3 separate regions of the Mus musculus genome follow, and regions 2 and 3 are each linked to region 1. Evidence: chromatin contacts called from public HiChIP or PLAC-seq data. All regions are on one chromosome and are shown on one strand. The core of a region is the stretch at or near the end of the contact, and the rest is flanking DNA. Distances in the headings are between cores, read along the strand shown.

Region 1 (4,627 bases), core at 1,542-4,041:
CTCTCCCACTCCATAAAGAATACATCGCACAAGCAAAGCACTTAACTTCCCATTTATATTCAAGGTACACAATTTGCTTTTTGAATACTTTTGTCAACTGTACTCTGATTGGAAGTCTTGTAGTCATTGCTTACAAATATGACCACTCTATTACTCAAGTTCCCATCAAAAAAAAGATGACATTAAACTACCTATACATGGCAGCCTTAAACAGTTGTAATGTTACTCACAACATAACAATTTACTATTGTCATAAAACATATAATAAATGATAGAAGCAAACCCACCAATGGTTTTAACCTAGTTGCATACTTGGGCCCATCATTTAGTTGTCTCTAACTCAATTTCTTCATCTTTAGGGCAGAATTGACAATCATAATGATGTTACAGAATTGTTTGTATTTGTTTTCAGCAAGTTAACAACTAAAACTTTGGAGCGCTGTAGCTAACAAACAATGTTAATCATTACTTCATACCTGGACAATTTTGCTTGAGCACTTCTATTTTCAATGATACTTTTTAGTGTAAGATATCAAAAATCTCTCAGTGACCTAGTTTCCAATCAAAGCCAATTTGACAAAGTCGACTACACTGCCCACCATGTGAGCTTTCTGAAGCCACAGATTTCAAGAGCTATTCATTCTTTGGTCAAGGCTTGAGACAAACTGACTGTTTCCAGATCTGAACCATAAATTAGTAAATTGGTCTTTTTTGTTTGTCAGATCAGTGGACTATACACCCAACAATCAATGGTTGTTCCAGCCAATCTTCATCATGAGCCATGTAGTTCCCCCAGTATCTGTGCAGCTTTCTGTGCTTTTGAAAAGAGAGGAATCTATCTCCAGTAGGTTTATTTTATGGCCAGAATGAAATGGATTTGGGTGGTTTGTTTTTACTAGAAGTCTAAAGAAGTTATTCAAGCCAACTCTTCTCTTAAAAGCAGTATTGAGACCACTTACCTCCTCTCTATGGGCTTCTAATATCCCATGAGTAAATCATAATGGTCCTCCAAGAGACATATTATCTAAAGGGGCTTTGTACCTTTAGGTTCACTGGTCTTAACAATTCACAATGAGAAATATAATATGTGTGTGTGTATATATATGTGTGTGTGTGTGTGTGTGTGAGAGAGAGAGAGAGAGAGAGAGAGAGAGAGAGAGAGAGACAAGAGAGTGAACGAGAGACAGACAGACAGACAGACAGAGACCTTCCTACTAGAAAAACTTTTCTTCACAAAATGGAATGTAGTATGTCCCCATTGGTTTCATGTGTTGTCAACACCATTTTGTTAGGAAAGGCAGACTTCATAGTTCTCTTTCATATTGCTGACTTAGAAAAGCACTAAATGACCAGTTACCAAGACCCAACATCGATGCTCTATGGAAAGTGTCAGATGGAACAACAGTCCAAAGGGTCCCTGAGCATGGCCAACAACAAAAGCTTCATTAACTTTTCTGGTCACAATGTTAAGAAATACACATTGAAAATTAACTTCACTATACATTAATGAGTGGAAAGGTACATGTGAGCATTAGAACATCATCACTCAGTAGAAGGTTGACAGACAGATACAAGGCAAGTATATGAAGAAGCATTAAGAAACAAAGCCTAAATGAGGGCATGTTTTCTTTAAGAAATGCTGGGCAGAGTGGAACAAGTGTACTTATAGAATTTCTCAGAACTTTGAAACTATAAGGTGCTTAGTGAAAGTCTAAGTAATTGTGAAATCAACAAGTAAGAGTTTTTGATTCATTTTTTAGTTTCCAGGATTAATTATTAATGTCCTTGAAACAATAAAATTCTCCTAGAATAGTTGAAGAAACTATCCCGGGTGGGGAAAGCTATGAGAAAACTAATAGTAGATAAGTAGTAGATATTAGGACACCAAAGCTTCCCCCCACTTTAATCAAGGTACTTTCTTCAACTGACAGTTATGATAGTAACTGAGTTCATCTATATAAAATGTTTAAAACAGTATTGAGAATAAACTATGAAAGGAAACTCTCTTTAATTTATTATTGCTTTATTGGAACAAAATTACCTGTTCTCATGAGGCTCAGAGTTTTGGTCAAGAAAACAGGCATTGGGATTCATGACTGGTAAATGTTTTTGAATGTGGGATCCAATGTAGTCTTGCATGAATGTAAAAAGAGTAAATGAAGTCATGAATTGAAATACATTGTTGATATTGGTATGGCTATGTGAATGAGAAATGCCTCAAACCTATAGGAGTGCAAAATCTTCTCTATACAGCCAGTGTCAGAAATACAAGTCCTCCCCCTCTTGTCTAACTATGAGTGTTTAAGAATGATTTAATGGTATGCGCAAAAGTTAGCAAATGAAGCTTCATCCATCATGGGGTTTACAGTCTGAGACTGAGACCTCTACAGAGACCTCTTACAGAGACTAGATAACTGTTACATTGTGCTGTAAATAATAATGTGCTGAGGATTTGAGTTGTGGTATAGTTGATGCCATTCCTTCAAAGTACGGGCATCTCACCTGACCACCAGCTTTCCTGTATGTGCATGTGTGTGCTTGCCTTTCTTCTTTCCATCTTTAGTCAGCTTTCCAGTAGCTAAGTCATTCAGGCCATGGCAGCTGGGGAGTGCCTTTTAATTTCTCAATCCTCAATAATACATACATATCATCCCTTTAAGAGCTCAGGGCAAGTTACACAAGAAGAGCAGGAAGAGTTTAAGAGCTGAATAAAGGGAAAAGGGCTATGAAACACTGTCTTCTCTGTAAGCTGTGGTCATTACCACCATGAAACCACAGCAACTCTGGATGCCTACATGGAAAGTAAGCAAGACTGGATCTATCATCACTCAGTTGTGAGTAGGGAGGGACTCAATTCCATAGCTGATGACTGAATGAGTCACTATCTACAGTGATCTAGCTGCTGATGAATTGTTCCAGTGAATAGCTCTATACCCATGCCTACTGTCTGCTGTCCATGCTTTTTAAAATATACATATAGCTAATTTCCTAGGAAGTTCTTGGATTTGTATTGGTTTGCAGAAAAGTTTTTATTGTTCTCACTATTAAGCTTTGAATTAGCAAGTACTTCTATTATATACCATGCTATTTTTACTTTTATTTGTTTTTATTGTTCCTTTGATCCATTGATATATGATCTCACTATGCATTTCTAACTAGCCTTGAAACTATATGGCCTGAGCTATTAAACCCAAGCTATCTCAGGACACAGTAATATGCCACCTACAAGGCCATTATTTCATTTATTCCACTCTTTTTTCTTTACCTCTTTCCTTTTCCTTCCTTCCTTCCTTCCTTCCTTCCTTCCTTCCTTCCTTCCTTCCTTCCTTCCTTCCCTCCCTCCCTCCTTCCCTCCCCCCCCCCCTCCTCCTCCTCCTCCTCCTCCTCCTTCTTCTTCTTCTTCTTCTTCTTCTCTCTCTCTCTCTCTGTCTCTCTCTGTCTCTCTCTGTCTCTCTTTCTTTCCTTTTTTTTTTTTTAAGACAGAGTTTCTCTGTGTACCTCTGGCTGTCTTGGAAATCTCTTTGTAAACCAGGCTGGACTTGAACTCACAGAGATCTGGCTGCATCTGACTCCTGAGTGCTGGAATTAAAGGCACAACCACTGCCACTGTCTGCCTTAGTATATTTGTTCTTATCAACATCGCACTTGATCCTTTTATCTCATCATTTAAAAACAAACAAAAACAAAAACAAAAAACAAGAACCTTCTGATCTATGCATTATTATGATATTTCCAAAGTCAACCATTTTGGTTAATTTATCTATTTACATTTTAAATGTTGTCCCCCTTCCTGATCTCCCCTCCACAAACTCCCCATCCTGTCCTTTCTCCCCTTTGCCTTCTAAGAGGGTACTCCTCCACCCATCTACCTACTCCTGCCTCACCATTCTAGCATCCCCCTACTCTGGGGCACCAACCCTCCACAGGACTAAGTGCCTCCCCTCCCATTGATGCCAGATAACGCCATCCTCTGCTACATATGTAGCTGGAGCCATGGACCAATCCATGTCTATTCTGGGGTTGGTGCTTTAGACCCTGGGAGCTCTGGTGGGGGTGGGGGTTCCAGTCAAATTTAAACACCTAAAATTTTTATTTTCAGATTCAACCTACTTAGAATAGATTTGTATAGATCAAAAGAGGTCCAATTTAATCCATTTTAATAAAGATCTTAAATTTACCAAAGAATTTTAATTTAATTACCAGGCCTCCTATTTTTTTTAATATTATCTTTGTTACATGACATATTCTTGATTGTGTGAGGCCACTATTCAGCAATCTGTGGGCAATGGTCTGACTTTACTTTGCTTCTCTGCTATTTCCATCTTCTCAAGTTTTACTCTTTTTCCATTACCGTTTGCTTTGTTCTCCCTGACTACCATACAAGCAGAAACAAATATTAAAACCAATAAATGATATGATGATATGAAAAGATAGTTCTCAGAAAGAAACAAACAAATGAATGAACATACAAATAGCCAAGAAACATGTGAAAAATATCTTTAGCCCTTGAGGAAATGGATGAAAATGACTTTGAGGTTCCATCATATATCCCTGTTGAATGACTAACATCAAGAAAGCAGTCACCGGTAGATGTTGGTGAGGAGGTGAAAAGCAAGCAACCCTTGGT
Region 2 (4,627 bases), core at 1,020-3,519, 440 kb before region 1:
GACTGGACAATGATTGAGTTTTAGGTTAGTGAGTTCATTTCAGCATAATATGGCTCCTTTACAGATAGGTGTCTAAATCAACTTGCATCCTGAATAGCAATGATAGACTCTTCCTTTATGTGCTGTGTCTAGTACATACTCAGTGAACAACCCATGAATCAGTGCTCAAAGAAGGTTGCACCTGATAGGCATACAGAGAACAAAACAAGAATCCACAGAAACCCCCACATGTGGAGAGCGCATGATTTACCTGGAGAACACTATAGTCCAAGCCCATTTCAGGGATTCCTTTGTCCTCAGAGATTCCTCATTACATGGGTCCCCATGTCATCTCCAGTTTTACAAGTACAAAGATGGTCGGAAGAGGTTTGAAACCTCAGGTGACTAGCACACAGAATAGCAACTGGACCCAGTGACACCTAAGCCTGCCAACCACAATGCCAGTCAAGAGAAAGAGCAGGAGAAAGGAACAATCAGACTCCTTGTCAGCAGACTGTGACTCCAGGAAACAGAAGTGGAAGATCTGTAAAGGGCAGAGGACCACCAAAACCAGCAGAAGGACCAACAGAGATGCTCCCCAGTTTAGCAATAAAGAAGGGGCAGCTTGGGAATTTGCTCTCATCATCCCGAGCTTTGAATTCATCACTTTCCTCAAATATAAAGCACTGCTTATAGTCTCCTTGTCTCAAGACTGTCACATGATCTAATCTTGGCATTTAGCACCTGTGACATGACATCACCAGGCCTTTACTCACAGTCATTAATTTATGAATGGTGGAATCCATAAGTTAAGGAGAAAGCGCTATCAAATACTACATACATAGTTACATATAGAAATATATAAAATGTGTTTATTTAAATGTTTGTACATACATGGGCATCTACATACATGTAAAGAAGAAAATGCAACTTTAAGTTCAAGCATCTTTATTAGCCATGGCATACTTCTCTCCTTGTCCAAAGAGAGCTGAATTCCCCATGCATTTGACCATCTGCGAATTTTAAACCTTCTGTGACACATTTACAAGTCCAGTGTTTTTTGTCCCCAAAGCCCACTCTTTCTGCTTGAAGTGGGCAGGCAAGCTGCACACACGGCCTGGCAGAGCCCGGGTTCACTGTAGCTATGGGAAAACTGCCTGCAAAAACACTTAGGGAAAAAACATTGCATCCAATCTCGAAAATTAGTATTAACTTCAGATGTTCAGATTTGAGTAGGGAAGGCTCTGGTCGACGAAAGACAGGGTCCAGTTATCTCACAGAATAACACAGTTGTAAATCTGAATAAAATTAAAAAGAGATCAAACCCTGTAGACAAATGCTTTGGCTAAATGCCCTCTCTTGTGATCTGAATACCAACTACTGTGTTGTATAGTCATTTATAAAGGGGCTTGGAGGTAGGCAATAGTGTGGGGGGGGAGGGTCATTAATTTCAGCCCACCCAGAAAGGTGTTAACTATGCCCCATCCTTCTGGCTAGATGATAATGAAGCCGCCTCTTTTGTGCCTCCCCAGAGGAGGCATATATACTGTATTACTCTACAACACTGTTAGTACAGTGTGATTGCAGTGAATCAAATCTTGTTTATCCTAAGGATGGGGTGGGCTTGCCCAGCTAGGGGTTTTATTTTTAATTGGGGTTCACAGCAGACTGAACAACCTCTTAGTTGAAAATTCTGGATAGCTCTGGGGGCACATTTGGTTAACCCTCTCCCTGCTGATGCCTACCACCCTTCCCAGGGATTGCTGAATTTCATCCACAAAACGCGTTTGATCCCACAAAAGACATACTAAAATATATCTTTCTGAAGAACCTATATAATTTGAAGGAGACTCCCAGAGTAAACATTGGGATTTACTTTCGTGACTCTGGGCTAAAAACGTATTGTTATTCTCCACTAAATATTTTCCAGATTCATTTTGCACATTGAGATTTGGGGTCCTGAAGATGTTTCAAATGACTCATGTAGAACATGAGGACATTAGTTAATGAAGCAAAGACTAAGTTCTGCCAGTACATGTTGGCTGGCGACATGTGGTTTCTGTTCTGGTGACATCCATGCAGTTACAGGAGAAAGAGAAGACTGTGCCATGGATTTTTAATCTGGTAGTTGCTAGGACGGCATCATTTAGAACTCTAAGGTACTGTTTATTTTCTGCCTGAAGTGGGCAGCCAAGCTGCACACATAACCTGGCAGAGCCCATTAGGGGCAGCATCACAGGGAGGACTCTGTGCTTTGTAGTGACTTCTGGTACGCCCATGGTGGGTTTCAAAGCCTCTTCACAGAGTGACTCATGGGTGGTAGGCTTCAGTGTCTCTTTATTCACTGACTCATGGGTGATGTACCAGCGTGGGAAGAACAAAGGTTTTGAAATCAGAGTCGGTTCAACTTTTTCCCGAAACTCAGTGTGATTATAAAATTAAAAAAGAAATATAAGGCTGGGATAATAGAACAGTTAATCAAGTGTTTCCATTGCCCCAAAGGGGTTGTGTGTTCTGTTGCCCAGTACCTGGGTGCCACATACTTATAATTCCAGTGCTGCAAGGCAGAAGCCAGAAGATTTCTGAAGCTTGTGGGCCAGAGAAAACTAGCCTACTGATTTTCTTTCTCAGAGGCAAGATTCACACCACTGAGCAACCCTGTCTAAAAAATACATGCCCCACCTAATCACAGCCACATAGGCACACACACACACACACACACACACACACACACACACACACAGAGAGAGAGAGAGAGAGAGAGAGAGAGAGAGAGAGAGAGAGAGAGAGAGCAAGAGAGAGAGAATCCAAAGGGACATAAGTTTTGTCAGCACTTAGTAGCATATCAAATAAAAATTGAACAGGAATTTCCTGGCAACTTGCAAGTATACAGTTCATATATTTCTTGTAGCCCTCACTCATGAACACAACATCTAAGTCTTACCGTTTCTTTATATGTATATATTTTGGAGGAAGAGATGTCACAGATTTATCTCTGATACCTTCTGATGAAGAGCTCAATGAATGTTCATTGAACAAGTGCCAGTAGCCCAAATAGAGTCTAAGTAATGTTTCATTAGAAAGCAAACTTGGCCAGAATAGACTCTATCCTATGAGTAATGATTAAAGAGGATTCAAGGATGGTCATTTGTTATCAAAATGCAATATAACATGCTGGCTCCAGGGTTCAGAGGGTAAAGTGACTAAGAGGAGATAGAACTATTTGCCATGATGGAAATACAGTTAGTTTGGGAGGATGAAGTAAGTGACCCAAGGTTTAAATGGGACCACAACCAACAAGTAGGTTTTCCCTGGAGCAGAAAAACAGGAAAAGATTTTTGTATTGGGTTCAATGGTTAAAATAAACGTGACATAGAAAGATGCATGTGTGCACTGTGGAAAAGCATGTTTTAAGTACAGACACTTGTCACTTTCTGCAGCTCAGAAAGGAAGCGATTATGAATGATACCCCCCCAAAGAGACAACTGACAAACAGAAATTCATAATAATTTCATATACTAAAGTAGGTTTGGAAATAGGGTACCTTACATATAGAACTTACGCTTCAATAGAGATAACACAGAGACCAAAGTACATGACTAATATTCAACACCCTTTTCCACGTCTCCATGTGAAGCAACAGGAATCACTTTGTCATCTTCAAAATTGGAAATTATGATCAGTTTGAATTAGAAATTACATATGATTTGACTTTTTAAAATAAATAAATAATTTTGGAAGTTAATAAAGCATTTAAGCTGGTATTTAAATGTAATAAATTCTAGACTCTCAGTATTTTCCAAGTGAGAAAGCACACCCAAATATGAGGGTTCTTACTTCTTGGTGTGGCAAGCAACCTGACACTGGGTATCAATATTTCAGACTCGAGAGAGGAACATGTTTGTACCACAGTGAGATGACATCCAGACATCCATTATGTGCATTAAAAAGATAGAAAGATAGAAAGAAAGAAGGCTAGAAAGAAAAAGAAAGAAAGAGAGAAGAAAAAGAAAGAAAGAAAGAAAGAAAGAAAGAAAGAAAGAAAGAAAGAAAGAAAGAAAGAAAGAGAGAGAGAGAAAGAGAGAGAAGGAGGGAGGGAGGAAGGAAGGAAGGAAGGAAGGAAGGAAGAAAGAAAGAAAGAAAGAAAGAAAGAAAGAAAGAAAGAAAGAAAGAAAGAAAGAGGAGGATGTACTAGGGTACTAGGAAAGGGGGGTAAAGAAGGGACTGCCTAAAGCAAGCTCAAAATTTAATTGGTACAAAACAAAAGGAAGAATTATGTGTGGGTCAAATCAGACCTTGGAAGGAGCTGATAAATGGGAAGGAAATGCGAACGCTGTCTTTAGAAATGAAGTGCAAAAGCAACCTGCTTGCTTCTGGAAGAGAAGATATGTATGCACATTAAGAATAATGAGACATTTCTTTTAAAAAAGTACACCAGAACCAGAACAATTTCTTCAGTTGTAAAAAGCAGAGCCGCAAGCAAAGGTACAAGGACAGGGAGTGTTCTGAGCAAGAATCGGAATGCATTTAGGGATACAATCCCTCTGCTGCCTTCAGTGCTGTGGTCTCTGAAATTAGTAGCAATGTATCTACATACAAATATACACAGAGCCAGGACAAAGTCTTTAAAAAAATAAACTGTCTTTTT
Region 3 (4,627 bases), core at 1,265-3,764, 320 kb after region 1:
TATGATTAACTTATTAAACCCCCTCGTAATTATTTTAATTTGACTGAAAAAAATACTTTGGGCAGAGATAGGACGTGTTTGTATTTATCTCCCTCCATACCACACACACCCATAAAACCTGTGTTAAAACAAATGTTACTTTCCTCTCTCCGTACATGGGCCCTCCCTTTTTTGAAATAGACCAGAGGAACTGCCATTAGATCGAATGGCAAGTCTTTATGGAAAGTGTTTTGCATAATTACATACCAAAGCCAGAACAGTCACCTCCACATTTTATGGGTCACAAACCATCAACAATTGCCACATTATTGTCCACGAAACCTTCGTCCCTTCATTGATGGAGCGGACTCCACTGCCTAATCTAGAACGGGAGAGGATGGAAATTTCTTCTAATAAGAACCCAAGAAGATTATGTCCTCAGTGACGCCGTGTTTACATATAGTTATAAAGTTCAGAGAACCGAAGGGGAGAGGGAAGGAAATCGGACTAGGCCTGATTAAGAACACGCATCCGTGTAATATAGATAGCGCATCAAAGGAGGAGGCTGGATACCTCTCCCCTTTCAGTTTCGACCCCTTTTCTACCTTTGTGATGCTGTAATTAAGATATTCTTATTTAGACAGACAGCTTCTCTGGTAACTGAATAATATTAGCCCCTTTGATGTCAAACTTTTGACAGTTATCACACCAGCACTGGGCAATTTAGCACAAATGCCCTCCTTTAAAAAGAGAGAGAGAGAGAGAGAGATAGAAACCCCCAGTGTCTTTGAAGAAATCTAATAAGTGCGATCCTTATCACCAGGCGATTTAAATCGCCGACGACAGGCCACCTAGCTATGAATTACATTCGGTTATACATAATAAAGCTGAATTTGGGTTTCAGTTCATTGCTCGGCGGAAGAACCCTAACTGCATCACCTCTCTTCTGAATCCCAAAGTAGTTGCTCAGATGAGGAGAAAGCACCCAAGATTACCAGGCCAGGGCAAGGACGTTGAAGAGATGGGGACTAGTGAGTGCAAAGCCGAGCGCCCTTTCCCCAGTTCCGGGGAGTGGGGCAGGACCAGACACCCACTCTCCGGATGAGATGTCGCTGTTGCTTTCCTAGCCTGGCCGCCAAATTTGGGATTTGCCAGATGGTGGGATTATCTTCGCGTCTGTTATAGTGTGTGTGTGTGTGTGTGTGTGTGTGTGTGTGTGTGTGTGTGAGAGAGAGAGAGAGAGAGAGAGAGAGAGAGAGAGAGAGAGAGAGAGAGAAGAGAAGAGGAGAGATCGCGGGTGGAGGGTAGAGAATAACGTCAAGACAGAAATCTAGAGACTGAGCTGGCTCCTTGAAAATGCTCACTCGGTTACCCTTTACCCGCTTTGGGCCCTGCCACCTCCTGGACCCTCACTCGAGCCTTTGGCATCTCGGATTGGCCTCCCCCTCGGGCACAAACAACACCAGCGCCATCCGGGCCCCTCGGCGTCGGCTCCCTGCCTAAGTCTCAGGACCTGAAGCTTAGTGCCCAGATGCAAAGAGCAAGGAGTTGGGGGTGGGGGTGGGGTAGGAACAAGCCTCGTGGAGGAAGAGTGGGTGGGTAGGAGAGTTGTTAAGGGAAAGGAGCAAAGAGGGCGGAGTGGGAGGGGTGGAACGGGAATACTGACACCTGGAAGGCATTGTCTTTGCTAGAGACACCTGTCAATCTCTGCTCAGGGGTCTTGAGGCCAGGGGCGGGGAGGCCGCCGTTCTCCTTGGTGATGTCATCTAGGAGTCTCGTCCCTAAGGAGGGTGGGAATGGCTCCGAGGGCGCAGAGCCCAGAGGGCTTAGAGAAGCGTGGGGGAGGAAAAGAGAAAATAAACAGAAGTAGCTCTCTCGGCTGGCAATTTACATGGAAATCAATAATCCAACTTTAATGTTATTTTTAATCTTCCCTGACCGTCTTGCCTTTTCACTAGGGGAGAGGGGATGAGGTTACAACAGCCCATCCCTCTACCCACACAATCGCTGGGGAAGTCTTGTTATCTCAAATCCCGGTGCAACCAACCCTTCCCCCAGATCCACACCCCGCCCCCCTTTTCTGCGGGTCGTTCCAAACGCTGCCTTCAGGCTTGAGAAGGAAACACTTTGGGACGAGTTTTGAAAGTCTTCCGATACTGCACCGGGTGAAGGGGGAGTTAATTAACGCCAGGCATGCTCAGCGAGTGGGAGAGGGGGCCTCGGCGTGGGTGGGCGGGCCAGGTCGACTGCAGAGGTGCGCGCAGTGCGGGAGGCGCGGGATCTGGAGGCCCGAACTTGCGGGCCTTTGCTGGCAGGAGGTGATCGGAGGTGGCTCGGGCAGGGAGCGCGGAGATGCCCCCAAGGAGTCCCCCCGTTAATCCTGGGGAATTCTGATCTCCCACCTACTGGGCCCCCACTCCCAACCCACCGTGTGCTACAGAACTCTCATTCTTTTCGGCCGGAGCTAATTAGCAGCCTGCCAGCGGCCTGATTTATGGAAACGCTCGGGCGGGCGGAGACGCACCGCTAGCGGAGCTCTGGCTGCCTCCGGGCGGAGCGAAGGAGGAGTCTCCACCGACCTCCTCCGACGAATTTCCCTCCTCCCTGCCAGGGGGAAAAAAAGAAGAAGAAGAAGTTGCTGTTTCATCGCTTCGACCTGGCTGGTCCAGGAGCCTACCCCCTCGCCCTAACCACCTTAACCTAGGACGCGGGGATGTTTAGGTTCCTGTGGGCAAGGCAGGGACTGTGGCCCAGTAGCAGCATCCCGCAAGTGTTGAGGCCACCAGGTTCCAGCTCCGGCTAGAATCGGAGCCTTCCAGCCCTGGGATCTCAGCTCAAGGTCCCCAGTGAAGGGACGTCGGATCTAAAGGCTCTTAGGGAGCCGCAGTAGGACCAAATCAGATCTCTAGGCAGGAAGGAGAGATGGGCGACTGCAAAGGGACAGACTCAGATGTCTTTGTCTGGATCCTAGAGGCCGCCGCCGGCCGTGTTCCTTTCCACTTTCTAGTTATTTTCTTTTTGGTGTTCTCCAGTGAGGTCCTCTCTTCGGTTCAAGCGAGTGTCCAGCGAAAGGCCATTCATTATTAGAAGCATTTAGCCAGGCGTTTATCCAAAGAAACAGTGCAAACCTGATGTTTGCCTTCCTGGGTTGTTGTGGGTGACCCAGGAGGAAGGGGGAAGTAGATCCCCCCCTTTACCCCGCGGACCCCAGTAGCGAGGGTGGAAGGAGGGGCCGGTGAAGGACAGAGGAATCTCAGCATGGACCTGTTGCTGGCGCTTAAGCAGCCCTTCTGCTCCTCAGAAAAGCACTGTTTGCCAGTGTTTCTCCAAGATGCACCAGAGGGACGCGACCGTGAGAGCATCTGTGCCTGCTAGAAGCATTTGGAAGGGACAAAACAGGCAGACCCAGAGGCCAGAGGCTTAGGCAGCCTCTCTGGCTCAGGGTTGAACTGGAAACTGGGCAGCGCAGGTGTGAAAAGTGGTAGGGGCAGAAGTCTCTGGCAAGATTGCCCGGTTCCTTAAGCTCGTTTCTCTCTCAAACCCTATCCCAGCACTCCAGGCCTTTCTGTGACTGAAAAGGAAGTGGTTGAGAACTGATTGTCTCTACAAGCTCAGTGTAAACTTTAAAATACCACCCCGTTCTGCCCTTTTCAGAAGTCGTTTTTTGATCTTCTGGCTGGTACAAGAGCAGCGCCAGCAACCTTCACCTCAAACCTGCAGACACCTGTCATTTCCTACCTATAGGGCTCGGATCCTCTCTCCTTGTGGAGACCAGTCTGTGTCATAGAGAGCATGAAGCTTCCTCTTGGGCCGAGAAAATTGAGAGAGAGAGAGAGAGAGAGAGAGAGAGAGAGAGAGAACGGGGGTGGGGGAGTATTTTCAAAAGGTAACATTCATGGAGTCTTCCAAACCCCTGACAGACTGTGAAACAGAGCCTGCTCTCCCTCTATAATGTGACATTCAGAACTTTGAGTGACTATAGCCTCCCCGAATTCCTAAGGCCTGTCATCTGCCTGGCCTGGACACACTACCTTAAGCCAAATCTATCACTAGTATGGGAATTCAAGTGGAAACCAGCAGGCTCACCAGCATGTCCCCCTTTGGCTCTTTGTGGGCCTTGATCCTCCCCTCGTTCCTTGCCATTCCCCAGACCAAAGCTTCACCGCTGCTTCACGTTGCTGACAGGCCAACTGCAGCCCAGTGAATGCAGCCCGTTAGGTGGCCAAATAACACCCCCCCCCCGTTTGTCTTTCTCAACGCTGATTTATAGCAATCGACAGGGTAAAGGCTCCTCTGACATCATTATTTTTAAAAGATGTCTATTTCTCATCCGTCACCTTTCATCACTTAGCACAAATAAATACTTAAATGAATTGGAAGAGACTTTCAGATCATGTTTATAATTCTTGGTTGTCCGTTAACATTCCTAATGACCTGGTCCTCTGAGTTTCTCTAGAGTCCTAAGTTGGGTTCAAAATCCTGCTGTTTCTGCTTTAAAACTTCGACGAAAGTGGGTGAAGTGGGGGCTAAAAGAGACACACAGTTAAGCTGCAAGTTTGCAACACTGTGAGGAGGAAAAAAGTTTCCTGGCAGCCTGAAGGTACAGGCCACTGGGGAAGGAGAACATCGCATGGTTCAGGGGACCCAC

Evidence for each region. HiChIP or PLAC-seq counts read pairs in DNA pulled down with a chosen protein or histone mark.
Region 2: a contact with region 1 is called in a CTCF HiChIP or PLAC-seq map of the NIH/3T3 cell line, with 9 read pairs. The contact joins two enhancer-like sites. A contact is called at or near these places in 1 of 15 datasets of contacts at CTCF or cohesin (the NIH/3T3 cell line), 1 of 484 Hi-C or Micro-C datasets (adipose-derived mesenchymal stem cells) and 1 of 115 datasets of contacts at active chromatin or transcription factors (the NIH/3T3 cell line).
Region 3: a contact with region 1 is called in a CTCF HiChIP or PLAC-seq map of the NIH/3T3 cell line, with 9 read pairs. The contact joins two enhancer-like sites. A contact is called at or near these places in 7 of 39 promoter capture datasets (the 3T3-L1 cell line, 3T3-L1-derived adipocytes, embryonic stem cells and 3 more), 1 of 15 datasets of contacts at CTCF or cohesin (the NIH/3T3 cell line), 3 of 484 Hi-C or Micro-C datasets (adipose-derived mesenchymal stem cells and uterus) and 3 of 115 datasets of contacts at active chromatin or transcription factors (embryonic forebrain, embryonic stem cells and stem cell-derived neural progenitor cells).

The regions. Positions count from the first base shown.
Region 1 is chr7:70,014,055-70,018,681 of GRCm38.p6, forward strand. No RefSeq gene overlaps it. Among named protein-coding and RNA genes, the nearest start is that of Gm24120, 58 kb to the left of the region's middle. Within about 2 kb of position 2,792, at least 36 of the 459 cell types and tissues checked have an H3K27ac peak or open chromatin away from gene starts, as enhancers often do. A contact at or near this core is called in the NIH/3T3 cell line and adipose-derived mesenchymal stem cells, where this site is marked.
Region 2 is chr7:69,571,737-69,576,363 of GRCm38.p6, forward strand. No RefSeq gene overlaps it. Among named protein-coding and RNA genes, the nearest start is that of Gm23815, 75 kb to the left of the region's middle. Within about 2 kb of position 2,270, at least 15 of the 459 cell types and tissues checked have an H3K27ac peak or open chromatin away from gene starts, as enhancers often do. A contact at or near this core is called in the NIH/3T3 cell line, where this site is marked.
Region 3 is chr7:70,329,382-70,334,008 of GRCm38.p6, forward strand. All of the region lies in intron 1 of Gm29683 (predicted gene, 29683), which reads right to left. Among named protein-coding and RNA genes, the nearest start is that of Gm29683, 6.1 kb to the right of the region's middle. Within about 2 kb of position 2,515, at least 109 of the 459 cell types and tissues checked have an H3K27ac peak or open chromatin away from gene starts, as enhancers often do. A contact at or near this core is called in the NIH/3T3 cell line and adipose-derived mesenchymal stem cells, where this site is marked.